2 separate regions of the Danio rerio genome follow, and region 1 is linked to region 2. A link is a contact called in public Hi-C data. All regions are on one chromosome and are shown on one strand. The core of a region is the stretch at or near the end of the contact, and the rest is flanking DNA. Distances in the headings are between cores, read along the strand shown.

Region 1 (6,229 bases), core at 3,607-6,106, 400 kb after region 2:
TATCAAATGAAATGAGTGTCGTTTACAAAAAATGTACTGAAAGCTAATTCTACTCATTTGAAAATAGTTTTGAACTCAGTGTTGACGGTAATGAGTTAATTAAATACCTCATTACTTAAATGGACTAAGTTCACAGTACTCATATACAGTAGAGTAGTTTTTAACTCAAATGGTTTGTAGCAATCGGTTTCCTCAAACAGTTTGTGTTATTTACTCATTTGAAACAAGCAAGTAACAACAAATGCACATTATTACACCAGTCCCGGACATAACACAATGTGTGGGAAAAATGAAGAAGAAGCAGCCGTAGTGAGAGCATGCAAAACCAATGGGTGACAGGACGGAAATTATTGCCTGAAAAGGTGTAACAGCTAACGCCAGTACATGAGGAAGGAGACCAGAGTTTTGTTTTAATGGAAGCCAATAGCAGAGAGGCATCACTTTACAGAATAAACAGCTTTTGTGAGGAAATTTGTTTTAAGTTACTGCAGGCACTTGTTAGTACCTTATAAATCCTAATTCACCTAACTAGGTTTGGTTGCTTTTTTTAAAAGTAAGGTTTACTAATTGGATTTACAGTAAGAGTTTAAATGTAGGCCAACATGAAATCTGGGCTTGCAGAAAATTTGCAAATTCACACAGATTTTTGAGCCCATCATTCAATCTCTTTATTTATATGTGAATGTTTATTAGTTTTTATTTTAATTTCAGTAGTAATGTTAGCTATATGCAAATGTTTTGATTTAGTTAGTACAATACAATTTGTAAAATACCTTTTTAAGTCTTTTGGATGTATTACAGGGCTGACTGTTTATATATATATATATATATATATATATATATATATATATATATATATATATATATATATATATATATATATATATATGTCACCCATTGGCTTTTCATGCGCTCACTATGTCTGCTTCTTCTTAATTTTTCCCACACATTGTGTTATGTCCAGGACTGGTGTAATTTGTTGTTACTTGCTTGTTTTAAATGAGTAAATAACACAAATCATTCAAGGAAACGGATTGCTACAAACCATTTAAGTTAAAATCTTATCTAATATATATACACTTTCAGTCAAAAGTTTAGGGTCAGTTTTTTTTTTTTTCATTTTTTTTTTAAGAAAATCATTTTGTTCATCAAGACGGCAATTATTATAAAATGTTAAATTGTTGAATACTTATTACTTTTTATTTATTAGCTGCTTACTTATGTAGTTTCAAATGAAGTTATAACTCCAGTCATTATTGTTTTTATAACTATTAATACTATTAATAATAACTACTACAAATATATACTATAATATTAATAATAACTACTTTTCAACAGTTATTTTATAGTGCCATAACGTTTCACAATCTTACAGTTCGTACTGTATTTTTGATGAAAAAGTACAGCCTTGATGAGCAGGAGAACCTCATTTTAAAACATTTTTAAAAATTTATATTTTTATTTGTTAGTTTTTCAGCTCCTATGCTCTCAAAATCTATCTGCATAAATCCACAGATCTTTTCCACGAAATTCCATGCAGAAATACCAAAAAAGGTCTGGTCCTGACATGCTATTAAAAAATTATAAAAAGCGTCTATGTTATAGTTGCTGTAAAAACATGACTGCGGATATACAGTAGATGCAGCTACTTGGCAGTGTGCACATTTCCTGGTAGCAAATTCAAGGCAAATGATGCCTTTTAATCATAATTGTCTTTCGGGGGAGGGGGATTTACACTACAAGACACCTACAGTTTATGAGAATGGAATGTAGACCGGAACTTGTTATCTTGAAGATGGTTGTGATCTTGCTGGTTGCACCCAGCAAGCTGTCTCGTTTCCATCCTAACCCACAAACTGGTGTTATTTTAGACCTATGATGACCCTATATTAACACAGGAAGAGCACTTTACTTTAAAATGTCTTACCCACTGACTGACTCTTTAAACTGAACTCATATACATGTGTTTTACTCACTCATATCAAATTATGAAGAAAGCTTTTATTTTTCATCAGACTTCAGGGTTCAGTTCAGGTCTGAGATCCTCAGCGGACTACCAACAATGCCACTGTTGTGATGTTTATCAGAGTATGACCACAGCAGGACAATGCCATATATTTGTTCAGCTTTTGACTCAATTTGGAATGAAGCAGACTTGACAATGAGACTGATTCATTTTTTGCATCATAACACCTCGACTATTTTCATAATGTAAATGTAAAATGACTTACGCTTCAGCTTATGTGCTCCAATGTCTCTTCTAATCCATCTTTTCTGTTGTCTGTCTTTCTTCTCTCACTTTCTGTCTTTTTTCTGTGTTCGTTGAGATGTCACAACAGAAATGCATTCCTGTGTGAGTACAGCACGCTGCAGGGTTATCAAGTTAGAATCAAGCCCCGCCCCCTTTCCTCTGGTCACATGCAGATGAACAGTTCCTCCTTGTTGCATTATACACCACAAACCCGTAGATTTTCATCTATGCACTCACATCATGCTTTCTGCTTTGCATCGATCTGTTACCCAGTTTTGCCAGGGTGTTTGGCATTATGTTTCAGGCTAATGTTCTGAACACCAGGACAAAGGTCTTGCAGACAGAGCTGCTGGAAAATCCACACCCGTGAGGGAACTTTCTCAAATGGAAACCTAATCTTGTGTTGTCTGATAAACTCTGTAAAGTTTATGGCTTTTTATGTAGTAGATTGATCATTCCAAGCTATAATCGGGTGTGCTGCAGTACTTCCCACTCTACAGTTTTCAATTTATTTATTTTTCTCATGGTTGCTTTTTAATTTAAATGAGAAACTTGGCGAAACTGTGGTGCTTCCATTATGATGCAAATGTTGCCATTCTTGTGAAATTCTCTGCCGAACCACTTCTCTAAAACAAACAGTCATTCATTGTAGCACACGTAAAATATATTTTACAGTATGTAAAATGGGCGACACGATGGCTTAGTGGTTAGCACTGTCACCTCACAGCAAACTTGCTGGTTTGAGTCCCGACTGGGTCAGTGGGCATTTCTGTGTGGAGTTTGCATGTTCTACCTGTGTTGGCATGGGTTTCCTCCAAGTGCTTCAGTTTCCCTCACAGTCCTAAGGCGTGTACGTGAATTGAAGAAGCTAAATTGGCCGTGGTGTATCTGTGTGAATGGATATTTCCCAGGACTAATTTGCAGCTTGAAGAGCATCCGCAAGTTGGCGGTTCATTCTGCTGATGGATAATGGGACTAAGCTGAAGGAAAATGAATGAATGAATGAATGAATAAATGAACGAACGAACGAATGAATGAATGAATGAATGAATGAATGAATGAATGAATGAATGAATGAATGAATGAATCTACATATACACAATATGTAAAATTTTTACCTAAAACCACTGACCTGTCATCATGTCTTTCGTGTATTTCAAATAATGATTAAATGTTTTGCATGTGTGTTGTTGCATGCACTATAAATTATTATTTGATGTGGGTTGCCATAATAACAAAGTTTATGGATTTTGATTAAATAAACAAGAAGTTAGACACATAATAAACTGAAATTAAATTAGAGTCACTATTCAGAACATAATATCATTTGCAAGCCATTTATATTTAGTTGAAAGTTGTTGTCATTGAAAGTACAGCGGTATTCAACCACAGTAAAGACTAAATAAGACAAAAAAAATCATGTTTAAGGTCTTTATTGTGCAGTTTCTCTGACAAGATGTACACTGCAGGTCAGATATTTGGGGATATTATGATTTGTCAGGGTTTTTGAAAGTCTTTGCTGTTCATTGATAATGTAATTGATGTAAAATGTAAGAAATTGTATTTATTTCTGTAATTCGAAACATTGTCACTCCAGTCTTCTTGAATTATTTTGGTCTTCAATCATTACTACTGGTTCTCATTTTATCAGTTCAGAACTAAATGTTTCTGCTAATTTTAGTGGATATTTTAACTTAAAAAAAAAACACACACACATACACACACACACACACACACACACACACAATTGAACTGAAGTATAATGTTTTGAAACCTAAATATATTTACTGTCACATGTAATTAATTTAATGTATCTGTGAAAATGATTTGAATTGTGCTCTTACTCTTGTACTCTTAATATACGACTGTTTCCATAAAAATAAATGAACATTGATAACAATCAGAAAAAAAATATATTCAGCAGCAAATCAGCCTATCAGATTGATCCCTGAAAGATAATGCAACACTGGAAACAAGTAATAACAGCAGACATTTCTGCATTGACTTTGAATTAGTCAATTGACTTTTGTTTGAAAGTCAAATTGAGAAGTTGTTTTAACTAAAAACTGCATTTCAAAGTTTTTATTTTTATTTTACTTTTGTCCTGATGAGCAAAAGAGACGTCTTTCGAAAAAAAATGTTTTCAAATAAAATGTTTTTATCACGCTAGTAAGAAATACACAACCAAGACGTTAAAGTGTCATGAACGGTTATGAGAGCTGTGTGTAAGTGGATGATTCTCATAAGGATCGCCTCTATCACACATTTTGACTTTTATTATTACGCTGTACTGTCTCCTAGTGGTTGAATGACACTGTACTGTCCTCAACAATCAATTTTCTCTAATAAAAATGGCACTTGCGAAAAGAAAAAGCAATAATAAATGTATGATTACAGATTTTCGCTATAACGAGACAATTGATTAGACTCACCTACAACGTCACTAAAGTGATAACATAATTAATCTCGCAGTCAATGCCATCGCCGTTTGTTAAAAAACAAGCATATTTGTTTCTGACATGCGCGAATCCTCCGCCCATAAGTACCCTGGAGCACACTCTCGCCGCGGCCTCGCGGAGAGCAGAGCGCATGCGCATACCGCATCAGAATGTTGAGCAAAACGGACTAGAACAGAGACGGGAAGACGCGCAAGCAAATTCAAACATATTTTTTCTCCTTGTCGAGGTGAACGTCTGTCGACCTAGAATATAACTTATAAAAACATGACGGAGCCCCAGTCAGCACTGTTACTCAGGAGACAGCTAGCAGGTAATATTTGAAGGCTGTTGGCGAAGGCAGGCTAACAAACCGGTGAACGTTTTAGCCAGCCAGTACACCCGAGACGGAGCATTTTAGCCGTTAGCCGCTAGTTTAGCCGCTAACAAGCGCTGTGTTTATCATACAGCATTAGTTAGCATGTTAGCAGCTAAAATAGCCGGCTAAAGGCAAGCCCCGTCGTCTTTTGTTATTTTAAAATGCTAGTTTTGTACTACTCTTGCTAAAATATCAACATGAGAGTTTTTCTAACATAATTAAAACAACAATACGCGCACGTTTGTTTAGTGTTATTCGGTTTATTCATGTCAACATAAGTGTCAGTCACTTTTTTCCGTATCACACCGGCGGGGCCGCTCTCGATCGGCTACCCCCGTGTTTTGACATCTGTGTCCGGACGCAGTTTCCGCAAGAGAACCAGTCATCTTATAAATGGAGGAAAAGTCTGTCATTGGTCCAATTTCTGCTCACTGTCTTATCGTTGTCCGTCAAACCAATAGTATTATCGCACGGTTTAAAGGTGAGATTTATAAGCCGTATATTGTGTGCCATTACCCCGCATCGGGTTGATCAAATCCCTTTGTTTTTCTAGGCTGGCTAGCAGGCTAAAGCTAACAAATTGATGGCTGCTGTTTGATCACCAGCTCACCGGTACAGCGAGAACTGGAGACCCATAGTCTCTGTCACCATAGACCTGTGCGGGAAATTGGCTCTTATTAGAGTCGTTATGAGTGTTTCCTATTGTTCTATGCCCAGCACACACACACTGAGCAATATGATCCGCGAGTGTCAGCTTTACTGAGCTCAACCAGAGGAGGATTTCTCCACTGGGCCCCATTTGCGCAGTGCAGCCAGTGAAGTGAGTTAGTTATAGGGGTCAAACTAGGCAGATTACCTGAGTTTGGGGGTCTGATGAGATCAATTAAAAAGCAAAACAACAGATCTGCTACATGACAGCTGTCTCTTTGCCACAGACAGCTCAAGCAACCCCATCCCCCCAAATTACTCATCTTACACACACATAAAAGCAACTCGCTTGTTTCTTTCCAAGGGTCGCAGGGTGAGCGGCACCCCGGGCCTGTCATGGCGTCAGGTTCTGCAGAGGCCCTGCGCTTGATTGACTGATTCAGGGGGTCAGGGGCTGTTTTGGTTGTCTCCTTTCAGAAGAACCAGCATGGTGAACTCATCAGCCTTGATCTAAAC
Region 2 (5,764 bases), core at 1,858-4,357:
ATTTATTGTGCTGTTAATATTATAATGTTTACATTTCCCAAGGTTCACAGCGTGTGTTCTTATCACTAGATTTACAAGTGCATCTCCTGTTAGTATTCCCACCTGTGCTTAAAAGTTTCAGCAGTTGAGCAAACTGACTAAGCATTTCGGTGAAAGTGTGACATTCAATGCCTCTCCTGAAACCGGAGAAGTGGCCAACTTCTTCCAGAAAACTCAGCTCGGCTGCACAGTCTAGTCCTGTGTGAAGCCTGTGTGTATGTGTATGAGAGCCGCTCCGATTCTGTCACATTTCTGACAGCCCAGCAGCAGCGATGAAGCAGCTGTGTTCTGGGTCAGTGCTGCACTGCAACGGCGAACGAGCTCACCATGACCCATCTAGCGATTCAGTTTCAGTCCCTTCATTGTGATAGGGTGTACTTAATTCTAACACAAATGATGGCGTTCTTATCAAACCATGCATGTTTTCCCTCACTGGTCACCATTACAAAAGCAGCGGCGTTTGAAACCCCAGTGAGCTGCCTATGAAACGCTAGACATCATTATGTTTTGAGCATTTGACTCAGTTCAGTCAGTTCAGCTGACTCGAATCGCGCATACCGTCAACAAAATGCTGCACGCGCATATGACGCCGAATAAATGTTTGTGCAAGAGAAAACAATATGAAGGATTTATTACCGATCAGATGAGAAACGCCGTGTTCGCGCGCTGACTAGCTACAGAAGAGTGGTTCAATGGCTACATCATGTCTTCGTAATTCCAGCACCAGCCTTCAGGTCCGAGCATCTTCCACGATCAAACCTGAGCTGATCGGTACATGGCCTCCGTCTCTTCAGTCTTTAGCGTGCGACATAAAATCACACATTTACAATGACCAGTGCAGTCCACGCAGGAGAAAATGTGTCTTCCTCCCACCGGCGGTGTTGGACGGTCTGTAATGGTAATGCGCAGGAACAGAACAGTCGAGCTGTCAAATAGTGTAGCAACACAAACACACATACCGCGTAAGGACAACGCGTTTAAAGAGACACGCACACTTCAGGCTGCGCATGCGTAAAGCGCATATTCCCTGGCTGATCCTTAAAAGAGTTTTCGCTGACGTTTGTTACATTATGTCAAGTAATTTTTTTTTTTATGTTGTTGTTACAAATGCATCTTGTATTTGTTTGATTTATCATGATTTATTAGACTTGGTAAAAATCATAGGTTAGTTGAGCTCCTTTTAACAGTTTTTAATAGCATCTTTTCATTTGGTGTTAAGTGGTTCAAATCGACTTCTCTAATTTTGAAAAAAACAATTCATTCCCAAATATATGTATTAACAATTAATGAACCCATATGTTCGACTGGTTGTCTTTGTGGAATATTTATGTAGTTTTTTTCCATATTGGGTTTATAATTATTATTAAAATGATAAATAAATTTAATTGCAAATCTCAAGAAAGATGTTAATATTGGCTCATTTAATTAACTTTAATCAACTGCTCAGAATACTTTTCTATCCATGTCATATGCTGTAATATATTATAAAACAAATTAATGTTTTAACAAATTAACAAATTGAACTAAATTATTATTTTTTTTGTTATGCCTTTAAGCATGTATAGCCTACAGTATGTTGTGTTTTGTTTTTCTTCTGGCATACCCCTGACTGAGGCCTTCTTTGATTTTTAAACTTCTCAGAATATACTTTCATGAGTCTGAAATATTTTTTTCTTTAAATGACCTTTTTTTTTCACCTGAAAATAAAAATTGGTTTAGGCTGTCAGCTTTCCATATCACACTGCATGTTGTTCTAATAAAGAAATAAAATGTTTTTTTTTCCATTCTCCTGTTTTTGTTCAATCTAAATGTCGTTCAAATTATAACGTCTTTTGGGAATGTATTAGTGTATGCTTCCCTACTGTATACTACAGTGACCCTTTGACTGTGTGTGTTTATATGGTAAACACTGTGTTTTTTTTTTAAATGTTCACATGTTTTTATTTCTTACATAGTTTTTTTTTTAGTTTAAATTATTATGATATTTTATTTCCATTCTTTTATTTTAATATTGTATTTGTCCACCTACAGTATTTCAAGCATTGGCAACATTTATCATTTACAGTCATGCCAATAAAGCAGTTTTGAATGGTATTGTATTCAATACATAAATGCTCTTATAAGTTTCATACAATCACATATTCAAATAAAAACATCGTATTGTAGATTTTTTTCTGTCTGCAATTAAACTTTTCAAACAATAATAATATCTTGATAAATAAAACTAACATGACATAGCAATTGTCATGGGTAGCACAATTGTAGGTAGCACAATTGCCTAACAGCAAGAAGGTTGCTGGTTCGAGCCCCGGTTCCCCCAAAGTCCTAAGACATGCAATACAGGTGAATTGAATAAGCTAAATTGTCTGTAGTGTATATGTGTGAATGCAAAAGTGTATGGGGGTTTCCCAGTGTTGAGTTGCGGCCGGAAGGCCATCTGCTGCCTAAAACATGTGCTGGATAAGTTGGCGGTTCATTCTGCTGTGGTGACCCCTGATTAATAAAGGGACTAGGACGAAAAGAAAATAAATGAATGAATTAATTTATTTCATGAATAATATTGTAGCCCTGCATTTAACAAATTGCCAGGTATCACTACAATGTCAAAAATATTACTTCACGGAAGTTGAGACTTTTAACATGCTTTTCATTTCAGTTTCCGGTTGTGTTACGCCTGCAAAAAGTTCGACTCAAAACCAATATGACAGTATCAAAACATACTTACACATATCTCTGACTAAACACCTCCTTGGTATCCATTTGAATTGTACGGCATTGCGCTTAAAACCTTAATCGTTAACTCTCATAGCATTAGATCATGAGAGTATATTAAGATAGTTGTGTAAATGCAAGCGGTCAGCGGACGGATTATGTTGACGGAAGTAGACGTGGATTTTGTGATGAGATCAGAGCCAAACGTACAATGTAAACTGACATATCGATAACCATTTGACGTCAACGCTGTTTGCATTTGTTGTAGGAGTAATAAGTTACTCATAACCTAAGCCGGGATTTATTTAGGCAGGAGGTTCTCCTCTACCGCCGGTTACTTACATGAGGTTGTGGAAATCTAGCTGTCAACGTTGAGCCAGAAAACAACCGTTTACTGATGAATCTAACGTTACTTTGCAGAGAAACATCGTTCATTCGCTTCGAAAATAAACAAATGTTATTTTTGTACGCGCTTTTATCCATTAACGGTTTCCGCCGCGTATCGGACATGTAGTTAAAACATCTGTAAACTTTGAAGAAACATGTTCAGTTAATGTCTGCTTCATTATGATTATAAAACGCAATAGCATTGAATGTTGCTGACAGGAAACGAACGCTTGAGTTGTTGTAATACAATACATATATTAGTACAGTAGATTCAGTATATTGTAGTTTTATATCGAGAAGATGTCTCCAATTCCTGTTGTTCCTCTGATCATCAACTGTTGTATGTCTGCACTTGGGTGCATTGCAACAGTCAAGCTTATTCCTGCCTTTAAGGAACATTTCATATCTGCAAGACTTTATGGCATGGACTTAAATAAAACCACAAAGAAAGAGGTGTAAGTTTTGGATTTTTATTCTTATGTTATTGTGCATCGATATTATGTGTTGCTTTGCTATATGACGTTTGACACCTGAATTTAACTCTTGTTTCCTTTTTATTAACCAGACCCGAGTCACAGGGTGTAATCAGTGGGACAGTCTTCCTCATCATCCTCTTCCTCTTCATCCCTGTTCCATTCTTACAGTGCTTTATGGGAGAGAAGTGTCAACGGTTTCCTCACAACGAGGTGAGAGAACGAATGATCCTTTAATCATGAAGTGAATATCAAGAACTCATCGTTTGTTACTGTAATGTTGCAGAATTAGGGGTCAGCAGGGGCTTTTAGTTATTGCAACGTTTTAAAATAATCAAGAACATGATCAATTGTTTCAAAGTCTGTGCAAAGGCTTTTATGATGTTCCGAAATATTATCTAAAGGGATAATTCGCCCAAAAAGAATGATTTACTCACTATTTACTCTTCCTCAGAATGTTCCAAAGCTTTAGAAGTGTTTTTACCCCTGTTGAACATAAAAGAAGATATTTTGAAGAATGATGGAAACGTAGTCATTGTCATTTTTTTGATCCACATAGTTTGTTCAGCTGATCGGTGCATTGTTGGCCATCTGCTGCATGATTTTCCTGGGCTTTGCTGATGATGTTCTGAACCTGCGATGGAGACACAAACTTCTGCTGCCCACCATGGCCTCTCTGCCTCTCCTCATGGTTTACTTCACTAACTTTGGCAACACTGTCATCGTCGTGCCAAAACCTTTCCGTCTCCTTTTGGGGATGCATTTGGACCTGGGTGAGTGTGATGGTCAGAGAGTCTGCTGAAGTGTTGGGTGTTCTCTTTCTTGACAGAGAGAAGTTTATTTTGTAGGTATTATACACATGTACATCACCATTTTGGAAGGACACTATATGCTGTGTAACTGCAGGTTAACTATGTTTCTTTACTGTCTAACCTTTACACAACTCCTTAACTTACTTATTTTTGACTGTAATGTAATAGTAATGTGTACCTTGGCTTTTTGTAAAGGTGACAATAATTATTTGGGACAAATATTATTGTGAAATACGCTATACAAATAAACTTGAATTGAATTGTATTGTATGATACATGCTTATAAACTGACTGTTTTGCATATACTGTGTTTTAGGAATTCTGTATTATGTGTATATGGGAATGTTGGCTGTGTTTTGCACAAATGCGATCAACATCTTGGCTGGCATCAATGGCATTGAGTCTGGACAGGCTCTCTTCATATCAGGGTCCATCATCCTCTTTAATTTACTGGAACTCAATGGTGAGCTGAGGGTCTGTTTTTCCTCTTATTTTTATATTAAAATCTCTTTGCATGGTTTTAATATAGGCGTAATTTGTTTCACGTGTATGTACACTATCAATAATTGAGATTCGTTTTTACATATAATCATGTAAGCTGCATTTATTTGATCAAATATACAGAAAACTCTTTAAATATTGTTGTTTAAAATGATTTTTAAAATAAGGTAAATATGAAGGCTACTGAAGTCTTCAGAAATTATAGTCAAAAATGTAAATAATATTCAGAATTGCTGAAAAAAACAACAACATTTGTTTAAAAGTGCTCAGCAAAGATTAATCGTGATTAATCGCATCCAAAATAAATGTTTGTTTTGACATAATATATGGGTGTGTTATATATGGTATATTTATCATGTATATATGATACAACAAAAAAATTTGTCACATGGATATTTTAATTAATATATAATTTGTATCACATGTACATATACTGTATATTTTATATCTAAATAAAAATGAACTTTTTCTAAAATGTATGTATGCATGCATGTGTGTTTTTTTACATACAGAATAAATATACACAGTACACACACATACAGTTTATTATGTCAAAACATACGTTTATTTTAGATGCGGTCAGTTTTGCTCAGCACTGCTTATTAATCAATGTTGCAAACAGTTACATTGTTATAATTGTTGCCTTTTAAAGTCAGAGTTTAAAGTTTGCAGCTATATTTAATATCTGCTCTTGGATTGTTATATTGATCTTTGAATGCCATTTCTCTTTCAGGAGACTACAGAGATGACCATGTTTTCTCCTTGTACTTCATGATTCCTTTTTTCTTCACCACATTAGCTCTCTTCTACCACAATTGGTTTGTTCAAATTCTTGCCTTT

Evidence for each region. A called contact is a pair of places that touch in the nucleus more often than the background predicts.
Region 1: a Hi-C map of an unstated tissue shows a contact between it and region 2, with 2.6 times the contacts expected there. The contact joins the promoter of ube2g1a here to the promoter of dpagt1 in region 2. A contact is called at or near these places in 1 of 18 Hi-C or Micro-C datasets (an unstated tissue) and 1 of 4 datasets of contacts at active chromatin or transcription factors (embryo).

The regions. Positions count from the first base shown.
Region 1 is chr5:31,599,807-31,606,035 of GRCz12tu, forward strand. It overlaps ube2g1a (ubiquitin-conjugating enzyme E2G 1a (UBC7 homolog, yeast)), which reads left to right and starts at 4,857. Exons shown (of 6, transcript NM_199863.1): 1 at 4,857-5,020. The coding sequence starts at 4,975. It overlaps spns3 (SPNS lysolipid transporter 3, sphingosine-1-phosphate (putative)), which reads right to left and starts at 2,355. Exons shown (of 13, transcript NM_001100036.1): 1 at 2,232-2,355.
Region 2 is chr5:31,202,862-31,208,625 of GRCz12tu, forward strand. dpagt1 (dolichyl-phosphate (UDP-N-acetylglucosamine) N-acetylglucosaminephosphotransferase 1 (GlcNAc-1-P transferase)) reads left to right here and starts at 3,108. Exons shown (of 9, transcript NM_001089411.1): 1 at 3,108-3,593; 2 at 3,704-3,824; 3 at 4,171-4,384; 4 at 4,740-4,886; 5 at 5,658-5,742. The coding sequence starts at 3,439. It overlaps c2cd2l (c2cd2 like), which reads right to left and starts at 3,122. Exons shown (of 15, transcript NM_001077383.2): 1 at 3,094-3,122.